Regions from separate parts of the Pan troglodytes genome. Here region 1 is linked to region 2. Evidence: chromatin contacts called from public HiChIP or PLAC-seq data. All regions are on one chromosome and are shown on one strand. The core of a region is the stretch at or near the end of the contact, and the rest is flanking DNA. Distances in the headings are between cores, read along the strand shown. Region 1 holds the start of LEMD2 (LEM domain nuclear envelope protein 2). Region 2 holds the start of BAK1 (BCL2 antagonist/killer 1).

What was found. HiChIP or PLAC-seq counts read pairs in DNA pulled down with a chosen protein or histone mark.
Region 1: an H3K4me3 HiChIP or PLAC-seq map of stem cell-derived excitatory neurons shows a contact between it and region 2, with 5 times the contacts expected there. The contact joins the promoter of LEMD2 here to the promoter of BAK1 in region 2.

What each region holds. Positions count from the first base shown.
Region 1 is chr5:39,665,740-39,671,633 of NHGRI_mPanTro3-v2.0_pri, reverse strand. It overlaps LEMD2 (LEM domain nuclear envelope protein 2), which reads left to right and starts at 2,074. Exons shown (of 9, transcript XM_001171510.7): 1 at 2,074-2,865; 2 at 4,472-4,512. The coding sequence starts at 2,130.
Region 2 is chr5:39,460,493-39,466,674 of NHGRI_mPanTro3-v2.0_pri, reverse strand. It overlaps BAK1 (BCL2 antagonist/killer 1), which reads left to right and starts at 4,598. Exons shown (of 6, transcript XM_518407.8): 1 at 4,598-5,032.

The DNA of each region.
Region 1 (5,894 bases), core at 825-3,324, 210 kb before region 2:
GAGCATTGATCAGCAAATTCGCAGTTAAGTGGTCACTGGGTGCCCCTTGGTGCACACCTAAAGGCCTGCCTGTAAGATCCTGCAAGACAAGGCCATCCACAGCCAGAAGCCACCATGGAGGTAGAAGGGCTGACCATGGGTGGCCAAAGGCCACAACTCCAAGCACAGTGGGTTCTACACCACAGGGAAGACAACAGGGTTCTGGGGGAGGGGCTGTGGGCCACTTGACCCTACGTGCGTGGAGCGGCAGCAGTGTCCCCAAACACAAGGAAGCTGACAAAGCCCACATTGCGTGCCACCACTGGGGGTGGCTCCAGTTCAGTCCATATTTTTAAATCGCCCTGAGATCCATTGTTATAAAACAGACCATAACTCTGTGAAATGCTGTAACGATAACTTTGTTTAAGCATTAGTTTCAAGCCCTCTTAGAATACATGGGGCCAGTACTGATGCCGAAAGGCTCATTCTTTACATATTGAACCGCACAGCTGCAAGGAGTTGCACAAATGTTACCAACTCATTTGTCATGCAAACAGTGCTTCAGAAAGAAATAAAATACTATTATGTGGTATATGTGTTAGGCAATCACTATATCAAATTCATGGCATTCCGTGCAAACACAGGCAGGGAAAAGGAAAACAACACTTGGTGAGAGAAATCACACCACATGGGAGCAGCTAAGTCAGGGGAGATGGGGAGGCTAACAGTGGAAGCTGACCAAGCCGAGGCTGTCATTTTCCCAGCAATTGTGGCCAGTGTTGAATACCCCTGAGGTGGAGCAAGTGGCAGGAATGCAAAACCCAGACAGAGGAGCATAGCATTGCCCAGGGTGTCAGGGAGGGAAGGGAATAAAGTGGGGAATGGGCAAGGGGGCTGCTGGGACAGATACGGGGCAGTTCCAGGGAGGAGGGGCCTGGGGGGAAGGGGAGAATGGAATGGCAGGGGTAGAAATGGATGGAACCTATTGGGCCGGCAATAAATGTTTGGGAATGGGAGTTGAGGGATGTGGAAGGAAGATTATAAACTGGTTCTATTTCCAGTTGCCACATTCCCTTGCTTCCCTTAGGGGTTTCCTGCTAAGAGCCTTCATGTAACCAAATCACCTGCCCTGTGGGAGGCTCTACACAGCACTGACACTGCAAAGATGTGGGTTAAGTATAAACACGCATGAACGTGTGCCAGGCACTGTCCCAAGCACCTTAGCCAAACTACCTCTTCTAATCCTCACAGCAATTCTATTGAGGTTTACTGGCAAATAGGCTAACAATGTTAATTGAATATGATCACACATCTAATAGTTGTGAGTAGGGATTTGAAATCGAACTGTCTGGCTCCAAAGCCCACAACCTAAACCACCAGTGAGGCTGCAAGACCGTGTATCTCTGGAGTCTTCTCTCTCCCATGTCTCCTTGTAAAAATCCCATTACGCAGACACAGGCCCTCCGCAGAGAAGCCTCAACTGCCCACTGGAACCCAAGGGCATTTTGCTCCTCTGCCTCCACCATGGATGCTGCGTCTCCTCCAGGCTGGCGCTCCTTGGGGGCCAGTGTCTGTCCTAAGGCAGGGATCGCACCTACTTGGTGCTCAGTGTTGCCCAGTTAACAAGCCCGAAGTCGGGACAGGGTCTTGGAGCATGCCTGGAGTGTACTCTAAGGCCCAAATAAAACCGGATCACACATCAGTCTCCAAGCCCAGAGAGGCAAATCATCCTGTCTCTCCATTCGTGGCAGTGGCTTCGTTCACCATTAACCAATTCATCTATTAAATCAACGCTGACTTTACTGAACGCTTACCACCTGCCAGAGGCAGAGCTAGGGTTGGAGGACTCAGAGATTAATACTGCTTGATCTAACAAACAAAGGGAAGTGGGAGAGCGGAGAGAGAGAGAAAAACAAAACAAAACAAAACAAAAAATTTAATCCCCCTTGGACCTTCCCACCATGGCGGCTCTAAGAGCCACGTCAGACCGCCTCATCATGGCCGACCAAAGGCCAAGTGCAGACCTTCCCAACATGGCGACCGACCTTCCCATCATGGCGCGTGGCCCCGCCCGCTCCGCCGCGCCTGCGGGAGGGAGCAGTTCCGGGTGCGGTGCGCGCCAGGGGCGGGCGGGGGGCGGCGTCCTGGCCATGGCCGGCCTGTCGGACCTGGAACTGCGGCGGGAGCTGCAGGCCCTGGGCTTCCAGCCAGGACCCATCACCGACACCACCCGGGATGTCTACCGCAACAAGCTGCGCCGCCTGCGGGGCGAGGCCCGGCTGCGCGACGAGGAGCGGCTGCGGGAGGAGGCCCGGCCGCGGGGCGAGGAGCGGTTACGGGAAGAGGCCCGGCTACGCGAGGATGCGCCGCTGCGCGCCCGGCCCGCCGCGGCCTCTCCGCGGGCGGAGCCCTGGCTCTCCCAGCCGACCTCGGGCTCGGCCTATGCGACCCCTGGGGCCTACGGTGATATCCGGCCCTCCGCGGCTTCCTGGGTAGGGAGCCGCGGCCTCGCCTATCCTGCCCGCCCGGCGCAACTCAGGCGCCGCGCCTCGGTCCGGGGCAGCTCCGAGGAGGACGAGGACGCCCGGACGCCCGACAGGGCCACGCAGGGCCCGGGTCTCGCGGCCCGCCGCTGGTGGGCAGCGTCTCCCGCCCCGGCGCGGCTGCCTTCCTCCCTCCTCGGTCCCGACCCGCGCCCGGGCCTGCGGGCGACTCGAGCGGGCCCTGCTGGCGCGGCGCGGGCCCGACCTGAGGTGGGGCGCCGGCTGGAGCGCTGGCTCTCTCGGCTTCTGCTCTGGGCCAGCCTAGGGCTACTGCTCGTCTTCCTGGGCATCCTTTGGGTGAAGATGGGCAAGCCCTCAGCGCCGCAGGAGGCGGAGGACAACAGTACGTCCTGGGCCGGCGCAGGGGAGGGCCCTGGGCGCGCGTGTGTCCGCCGGAGGATCCCCCGTTCCTGTCGGCGCCAGGCCGCGCACTTCCGGCCTTGTCAGCTGCCTCTGACCGTCTTCTCATTTCCAGGCCCGCCTTCTTCCAGCTGTGGGAAGAGAGGGCCAAGGCTCCTGCATCTGCAATAATTTCTGCCTTCACTTTCTCCTGTTCTCCTTTTCTGCCCCAGCCCTCCCTTCTAACGTCTCCCTTTCAATCACAAGCTGTAGTCACTGCTCCTCCAACCTCTGGTTTTCTCCCTGGAGAGGAAGCCACACCCTCCTCTAACAGATTCACCCCATCCGTTTGGGTTCTTCCCTTTTGACCTCTGGCTTACACATTTAGTGCCTGTTTGAAGGCATTCCAGATTTCAGTGGCCCACAGATAGGATCTGGTTGGGGGTCCCAGATTTGTAGCACCAAAAAGTCCACTCTCCACTTCTTTGAATCACAGGGCCGCCGCTTTGTCAACAGGAGAATCTACCAGCCTTGCTTGCCAGACAGGTTAAACTGATCGCAACTGGAGGCCCTTATCATTGCTTGTAGCACCCTCATGGAGTGTGTTAAGAGAGAGACTATGACTCAAGGATGCTCACAGCCATCCTTCTGGCCACATTTAAGTTACATGGTTAGATATGCCAATGAGAGGTCTGCAGGATACAGTATGTATCCGGAATAGCTGAGGATTGTGTGTTTTCTGAAAGGAAACATAGAGATCATTTCATTATACATTTAGGTATAAAGGGCCACTGTAGTTCACCAACTTTTAATACTCTTTACAAAGCACGAATGTGACTAATACTGTTCCCAGCTTCCAGCCAAGGCCACATCCTTTCATGCCTAGCAGGAACTGCCAAAATACAGGAAAAAGCTAAAGTATGTCTTAGCTGGCGTGGCAGATGGATGTTTGGGAGTGTACAAGTCTGTGGGCAAGGGTATTAACAGACTCGTGTGCAAACACCCAAATGATTTCCCCACTATGAGAGCATTTATCAACTATGTGAATAGTTTGTCGACCTGCTAGAGAAATTAAGGAGACCTGGGAGTGTCATGGTACTATAACTACACTGGTGATGTCAAACAGTATCACACTGGTACTCACTGCTGAGATGCTTTAAGACAACAGCGCTAGAATGTATGCTGGTATTTACCTGGACTTCCCCTCCGATTATGGTGTTAATCTCTGTTTAACATATCATTGTTTACAAAACTCCTATATTTTGTTTTGTTTGGGCCTAACTCCCTGAGTTAAGCAGGGAAGGCCCATTTGATCCCATTTTACAGACGAGGAGACAGAGGTTCAGAGTGGTTGAGTTGCCCAAGAAACTTGAGCTAATCATTTTCAGCTGGGACAAGGACCCAGCTATCGTAATTCCTAATCCAGGATTTGGATACCCTTACATTTTGCTGTCTGCATTTTAAAAGTGCCTTCCTTAGATGACATCTTTCTAATCCCCACCCTTGGCTTGGTAATGCTTTACTCCCTCCGAATGTTGTGAGTAGTCTCTTTTTGTATTCCTTTCTCAACCCACACTTAATTTCCTCTGTGTTTCTTTTCTTGGTCTCAGTGAAGTTATTGCCAGTGGACTGTGAGAGAAAAACAGATGAGGTGAGTTTGAGTTTCTCTGGTTTTTATTATTCTTCCTGAGGATATTAGCCTCCATCAGGAGGTAAACTTCCCCAGAAAAAGAATAGGATCATTTTCAGGGAGTGCTTCCTGTAATGTACCAGAGTCACATTGTGTTCTGTGATGTTCATGTCAGGCTCAATTGTGGCAGTGAAGGAATACTTGAAATAGAATTGACCTCCCAAAATCCAACCCTGGGCTTGTTATGGACACTTTCCCATCAAATGTAGCATCGGGGACTTTGATCTGCCTGAGTCAATCTAGGGGGATGCAGTAAGTTGTTGTTGAAGGACCCTCAAGCTCCCTGGCACTGGGAGGAAGGGCCGGCGTTTCTAAGCATCAGGAGGCCAAGTTCTCAATTCCACATTCTCTGTCTCCAGTGGTGCAGCTGTGGCTCTGAAAATGCTGTTCTGATTTGAAACATAGGGAGTTTGTTTGGAACACATCTTAAGTGGAATTAGCCCTCTTAGTCTACATTTAGATTTGTTTTATGAAGCTCTAATATTCCCTACAAATAATATTTGGGGAAGGCGAGCAGCCCCATCCATTTATGAATCATGAAAGCAGCATTATCAAGGAGCTGGGATGCTGCTTCTGGTGACAGTCTGGAGAAGATATGGGGCAGTAAATTTTCAGGTCTTAAATTGTACCAGGAGGAGTCTTGTGCTGCCAGAGGGCATGACTTAGTAGTCTAATTAAGTGTGCAATGCCTGGCCTCCCAAGTCCTTAGTTAACATCTCTAGTAGCCCAGGGGCTGGGAAAGAAAATGACGCATGGTCCTCTGGCCGCCCCTGCATTGACTGTCTTACTCATGTAAATGAGGGGGCATCCTGGTGCAGATAACGGCTTTTATTTCTCTTTGGCTTCGGGTGTGTCATAGTTGGGGGTGTTTTATTACATCCATTTATTGCATTCATCCACCAAATATCTTTGCTTCCCAATTGTTTTGTAAAAACAGATTCATAGTAAGTTTAATCTGCCTTCTATCATAAAAACTGTAGTTGATGATGAGAGGAAGTGGCCCAGAAACACAGGCAGCCAGAGGGGAAACTGGAATTTGAAGACTTAAAACAAAAACAGGAAAAAATAACTTTCTGTAAGACTTCTCAGTGATGTTAGTTTTGTTTGTCTTTTAATTAGAAAAAAGTTCCATGGTTTCTATTTCTTGGTCCTTCACATCTCTAAATGAATCAGACCCACAAGTGAATGGCACATTTGTTCCCTGGCCTTCTCTGATCTGGACGCACTCAGGCTCCACTTGAGTGAGCCCAGACAGGTACCCTCCAGGTCCTAGCTACAGATGCGCTCCGTGGGCAGACGGCATTCAGCACCTGCCAGCGAGGGCTTCAGATGCAGATATCCTT
Region 2 (6,182 bases), core at 3,349-5,848:
ACTATTATATTCCCACTTTAAAGACGAGGAAACAGACACAGAGAGGTTGAGCAAGCTGCCACCCATCGCACGGCTCAGCATGTTAGAACTGGCATTTGAACCCAGGCAGTCTGACTCCAGCAGTCCCTCAAAATGTGTCCCGTGTCCTGCCAGGCCCCACACCCCTAAGAAGTTCTACAGGAAGAGGGTCCGTTTCTGGCGCTTCCCCTATGCCTATGGCCACCACACTCACCTTCAAGCAGACACTCCTTCTCCCTGGTGGAGGGCTCAGGGCTGACCTCACGGGGTCCTGTGGCTCTCTGCAGGTATTCTTCCTTCAACTGCAGGATCTGGATAAAGTGGCTGCTAATCCCAAAGCACAGTCAGGTGAGGGAGGCAGGTGGGGCTCAGAGATGTGACAGAGACCCCCTAAACCTCCCCCAAGGCTCACCCACAGGTCTGCTGGCCCTCTGCAGCCTTCCTCTCCCATCAGCCCCCTGCTCTGCATCTGGGGTCCTCATCATAGAGGGGGATTATCGCTCTCAAAAGTAGGGTGATGAGGGGGTGGGGAACAGAGAGAGAGGTGGGTCCCTGTCCTCACAGGGGATGGCTGCCAGGCCTGTAGAAGGAGCTGGGAGCAACAGGACGCCCCCGTCCCTCTGGCCCTGGCACATTCCCTTTCTACTCCCTAGCCCGTCCTCTTTCATATCTGGTATCCCCCATCCACAACCCCTCACTTGTGGGAGGACCCCATCTCTCCCTCCTCCCCAAACCAAATCCCCATCTCCAGCCTCCTCCCCACCAGATGCTTCTGTCCATTGGCCCCACCCACATCTCCCTGTCCTTCCCCACCAGGTGCCCTGTCCCAGACCTTTACCCACCCAAGGCCTCCCTCCCCAGACCCTCCCCAGCATGGGTCCCCCATCTCAGGCCCATGCCCTTCCCCCATCTCACGTCCAGGCCTCTTCTCAGTACCTCTGTCCCAGGCCTTGCCCACCTGGGTACCCCCCAATTCCAGCCCCTCACCTGTCTGAGGCCCCTGTTTTTCCGGAGGCGCCCCTGCTGGCTCCTTCCCCTCCTTCTCAGGCAGGTTGCCCGACACCTCCTGGCTTGCTATGGGCAGAACTGACTTCACCTCTCCGCCAGGCCTTCTTGCTCTTGCAGGTGTAGGTCACCATACGCCCCATGCCCAGCTTTAAGGGAGGCTGCTGTGACCGTTTTGAGAAGCCCCTGGGTACGGCCACAGAGAAGGGGTGGGGCGGCAAGGCAGATGGTCCCGGCCCCCTCCTCCCCACATGTCCCTCTCGGCTCATCATCAGGGAAATGGCACCCTGGTGGCGGAACATGGAGGAGCAGCCCGAAATTCATGATCAGGGCTTCGGAGCTGGGGCCTCCATCCTGAGAAGGTCCCCAATTCAGATCCTGTAGCAGCCACCCCAGTACCAACTGCTTAAGAAAAGGAGGAGTTTTCAAATTAAAACCTCCAGTTGGAAACTTCCCAGAATTCTGGGAAGCAAAGACTGGGGAGGATGGGAGGTTGGGGAAGATTAGTTGGAGGTAGAGGGGGCAGGGGTTTGATGAAGCAGGGAAGGAGGTGTGGGGGGCAGGCAGGAGTTTTGGGGGAAAGGGGGTGGAGACTTGGAGGAAAAGATGTGAGAGCCCCAGGAAGCTTGGCAGGGAGCAAACAGGGAGAGGCAGGGAGGGAACTGAACCCTGAGGGCAGGGGCTATTGAGGACTGCACACACCTCTGTCCTTCCTGGGTTTGTTCTGTCCTCAAGAACATTCCCAGCAGCCAGACAGTATCTGTCTTCCCTCTTAGCATCCAGGTTTTGTGTCCAGGTGGTAGCACAGACCCCACTAAGTCTATTTATTTATTTGTTTTTATTTTTATTTATTTATTTTTTTGAGACGGAGTCTCACTCTGTCGCCCAGGCTGGAGTGCAGTGGGCTATCTCGGCTCACTGCAAGTTCTGCCTCCTGGGTTCACGCCATTCTCCTGCCTCAGCCTCCCAAGCAGCTGGGACTATAGGCGCTTGCCACGGCGCCCAGCTAATTTTTTGTGTTTTTAGTAGAGACGGGGTTTCACCGTGTTAGCCAGGATGGTCTCGATCTCCTGACCTCGTGATCCACCCGCCTCGGCCTCCCAAAGTGCTGGGATTACAGGCGAGAGCCACCGGGCCTGGCCTTGTTTTTATTTTTATTTTTAATTTCTTGAGACGGAGTCTAGCTCTGTCGCCAGGCAGGAGTGCAGTGGCACAATCTCGGCTCACTGCAACCTCCGCCTCCCGGCTTCAAGCGATTCTCCTGCCTCAGCCTCCTGAGTAGCTGGGACTACGGGTACCCGCCACCATGCCTGGCTAATTTTTGTATTTTTAGTAGAGACAGGGTTTCACCATGTTGGCCAGGATGGTCTCGACTTCTTGACCTTGTGATCCACCTACCTTGGCTTCCCAAAGTGCTGGGATTACAGGCATGAGCCACTGCGCCCGGCCCTATTTTTATTTTATTTTTTTGAGATGGGGTTTCACTCTTGTCACCCAGGCTGGAGTGCAGTGGTACAATCTCAGCTCACTGCAACCTCCGCCTCCCGGGTTCAAGCAATTCTCCTGCCTCAACCTCCCGAGTAGCTGGGATTATAGGCGCACGCCACCACAACCGGCTTTATTTTATTTATTTATTATTATTATTATTAGTTTTTGAGATGGAGTTTCGCTCTTGTTGACCAGGCTGGAGTGCAATGGCGCAATCGCAGCTTACCACAACTTCGCCTTCCGGGTTCAAGCGATTCTCCTGCCTCAGCCTCCAGAGTAGCTGGGATTACAGGCATGCGCCACCACGCCTGGCTAATTTTGTATTTTTAATAGGGGTGGAGTTTCTCCACGTTGGTCAGGCTGGTCTCGAACTTCCAACCTCAGGTGATCAGCCAGTCTCGGCCTCCCAAAGTGCTGGGATTACAGGCATGAGCCACCGTGCCCGACCAATTTTTTTTTTTTTTGAGACGGAGTCTCATTCTGTCACCCAGGCTGGAGTGCAGTGGCGTGATCTCAGCTCACTGCAAGCTCCACCTCCTGAGTTCATGCCATTCTCCTGCCTCAGCCTCCCATGTAGCTGGGACTACAGGCGCCCGCCACGATGCCCGGCTAATTTTTTTGTATTTTTAGTAGAGACGGGGTTTCACCATGTTAGCCAGGATGGTCTCAATCTCCTGACCTCAGGTGATCCACCTGCCTCGGCCTCCCTTTTTTGTATTTTTAAAAGAGACGGGGTTTTGCCATCTTAGGCAAGCTGGTCTTGAACTCCTGACCTCAGGTGATCTGCCTGCCTCAGGCTCCCAAAGTGCTGGGATGGGATTACAGGCGTGAGCCACCGTGCCCGGCCTTTTTTTTTTTAGAGACAGACTCTCCCTCTGTTGCCCTGGTGCAATCATAGCTTACTGCAGCCTCGACCTCCTGGGCTCAAGCAATCCTCCCACCTCAGCCTCCCCAGTAGCTAAGACCACAGGCATACAACACCATGCCTTGCTAATTTTTTTTTTTTTTTTTTTTTTCGTATAAGCAGGGTATTGCTGTTGCCCAGGCTGGCCTGGAACTCCTGCACCTGGCCTCAAGCTATCCTCTTGCCTTGGCCTCCCAAATGGCTGGGATGGGATTCTAGGCGTGACACACTGCAGCTGGCTGCCTTTTTTGTTGTTGTTGAGACAAGGTCTTGCTCTGTTGCCCAGGGTGGAATGCAGTGGTGCAAACATGGCTCACTGCGGCCTCGACTTCCTGTGCTCAGGTGATCCTCCTGCCTCAGCCTCCTAGGTAGCTGGGACCACCAAATGCACAGGTGTGCACTACCATACCCAGCTAATTTCTAATTTTTTTTTGTAGAGACATGGTCTCACTTTGTTGCCCAGGCTGGTCTTGAACTCCTGGGCTCAAGCAATCCTCCCACCTCAGCCTTCCAAAGTGTTGGGATTACAGGCGTGAGCCACTGGGCCCAGCCTCTATTGAGTTTTAATCTCCGTTTACTTGACTATCACCTTCAGGATTTCAAACATCTAGAGACCACCAAGGTGCATGGTGCACAGGTCTGAATTGCAGGTTGAATCTCAATTTAGTATTAGTATTCCCCAATGCGACTACAGAACTGATTATTACTATTTATTTTTTTTGAGATGGAGTCTTGCATTGTCACCCGGGCTGGAGTGCAATGGCACAATCCTGGCTTACTGCAACCTCCACCTCCCAGGTTTAAGGGATTCTCCTGCCTCAGCCTTCCAGCTAGCTGGGATTACAGGCGCCCGCCACCACACCCAGCTAATTTTTTGTATTTTTAGTAAAGACGGGGTTTCACCATGTTAGCCAGAATGGTCTTGATCTCTTGACCTCATGATCTGCCCGCCTCAGCCTCCCAAGGTGCTGGGATTATAGGCGTGAGCCACCGCGCCTGGCCCAGAACTGATGATTAACCCAGCTGAGCCTCTGTTCATCTGAATGGGTATTGTCAACAGCACTCACTTACAAGAGTTGTTGAGAAGATCCAATGAGACAAATAGTTGCTAAAGTGCCAGGCATGCAGCAGTGCTTAAGAAACTTCTCACCCTGGGTTTTTTATTGGTATTGATTGATGTAGAGGTGGGGGAGAAGATCAAAGACAAGGATTGAGAATCAGGGATGGGAAAAGCAGTGGGCCACTGACAGCCGCTCTGCCTGCCTGGGAGGTGGGGTGGGGAAAGTGGGCGGGACATGCTCCTGGGCCTGGCCCACCCAGATCACCCCTACAGGCTGTCGGCCTGTGCGTCTGCATCCGGTGGCCACAGAGCAACTTCCTCTAGAGGGAGCTGATTGGAGCCGGGTGCCGCTGGCACCTCTATGATCACTGGAGTCTCGCGGGTCCCTCGGGCTGCACAGGGACAAGTAAAGGCTACATCCAGATGCCGGGAATGCACTGACGCCCATTCCTGGAAACTGGGCTCCCACTCAGCCCCTGGGAGCAGCAGCCGCCAGCCCCTCGGGACCTCCATCTCCACCCTGCTGAGCCACCTGGGTTGGGCCAGGATCCCGGCAGGTAAGCTGGAAGGGTCCTGTCCATCCTCCCAGATCTCAGCAGCCCCAGCCCCAGGGTGGGGCAGGGAGCCTGCCGGGAGCCGGGTGGGGAAGGGGAAGCTCAAGGCTTCCCTGGGCAGGTCTGCCGCCCCGGCTGGGGACCTGATCCTGCCATGCCTGCCTCTGGCTGCCCCTCACAGCTTCCCCTCTTGGCCCAGCCCTGGATGTCGGAGAACTGTAAGAACTGGGTCCTTTAACAGTCTGGGAGATGGGAGTGGAGGTCAGAGCCAAGGTCAAGGGCAGAGAGAGAACTTTCTCAGCGCTTGCTGCTGCCCAACATCCCTAGACTGGGTCCAGGGCCTGGCCAGGCATGTATCCTTGGGGAACATTCATCGGGGCCCAGCAAGCCCAGGAAGTTGGGGGTGGCTCCCCTCACCGGGAATTTAGGCCACTTGGATGGGGGAGGCAGAGCTAGGCCTGAGTCAGCATAGGTTGCTGGCCTTGGGGGGTGTTCTGAGGCTCTACCTGCTCCCCTCGGAAGCCTGGGGTGTTGGTAGAGGGAGATGGAGGTGCAGTCAGCATCCTCCAGCCCTACTGTCCTGGGGGTGCCGGGTCCTGGAGACTGGGGAAGAAGGAAGGCCATCTTATTTAAGGAGCTACGGGGGGTGGGAGGCAAGCAAAGCTCTTTTTTTTTGTTTTTTGAAATGGAGTCTCGCTCTGTTGCCCAGGCTGGAGTGCAGTGGCGCGATCTCGGCTGACCGCAACCTCCGCCTCCAAGGTTCAAGCGATTCTCCTGCCTCAGCCTCCCAAGTAGCTGGGACTACAGGCGCATGCCACCATGCCCAGCTAATTTTTGTAGTTTTAGTAGAGATGGGGTTTCATTATGTTGGCCAGGCTGGTCTTGAACTCCTGACCTCGTGGGCCACTATGTCCGGCTGCAAAGTTCTGTTTTAACAAGGCCTTGCCCCTAGAGGTGGAGGAGAGGAGGGTCTGCCTTCGCCGTGTCCCTGTCCGGCAGAGCGAGGAGGAGTGGGGAGCTGGGTGAGGGCACAGGTGGTCCAGCCCTCCTCCACCCCTTCTTGAGAGCTCTTGGGGCACTTTCGAAAACACTCCCAGGCCTAGCGGAAGGAGGGTGGGCGAAGGTCCCCAGGCCCTGGGCAGTGGGGGTGGGG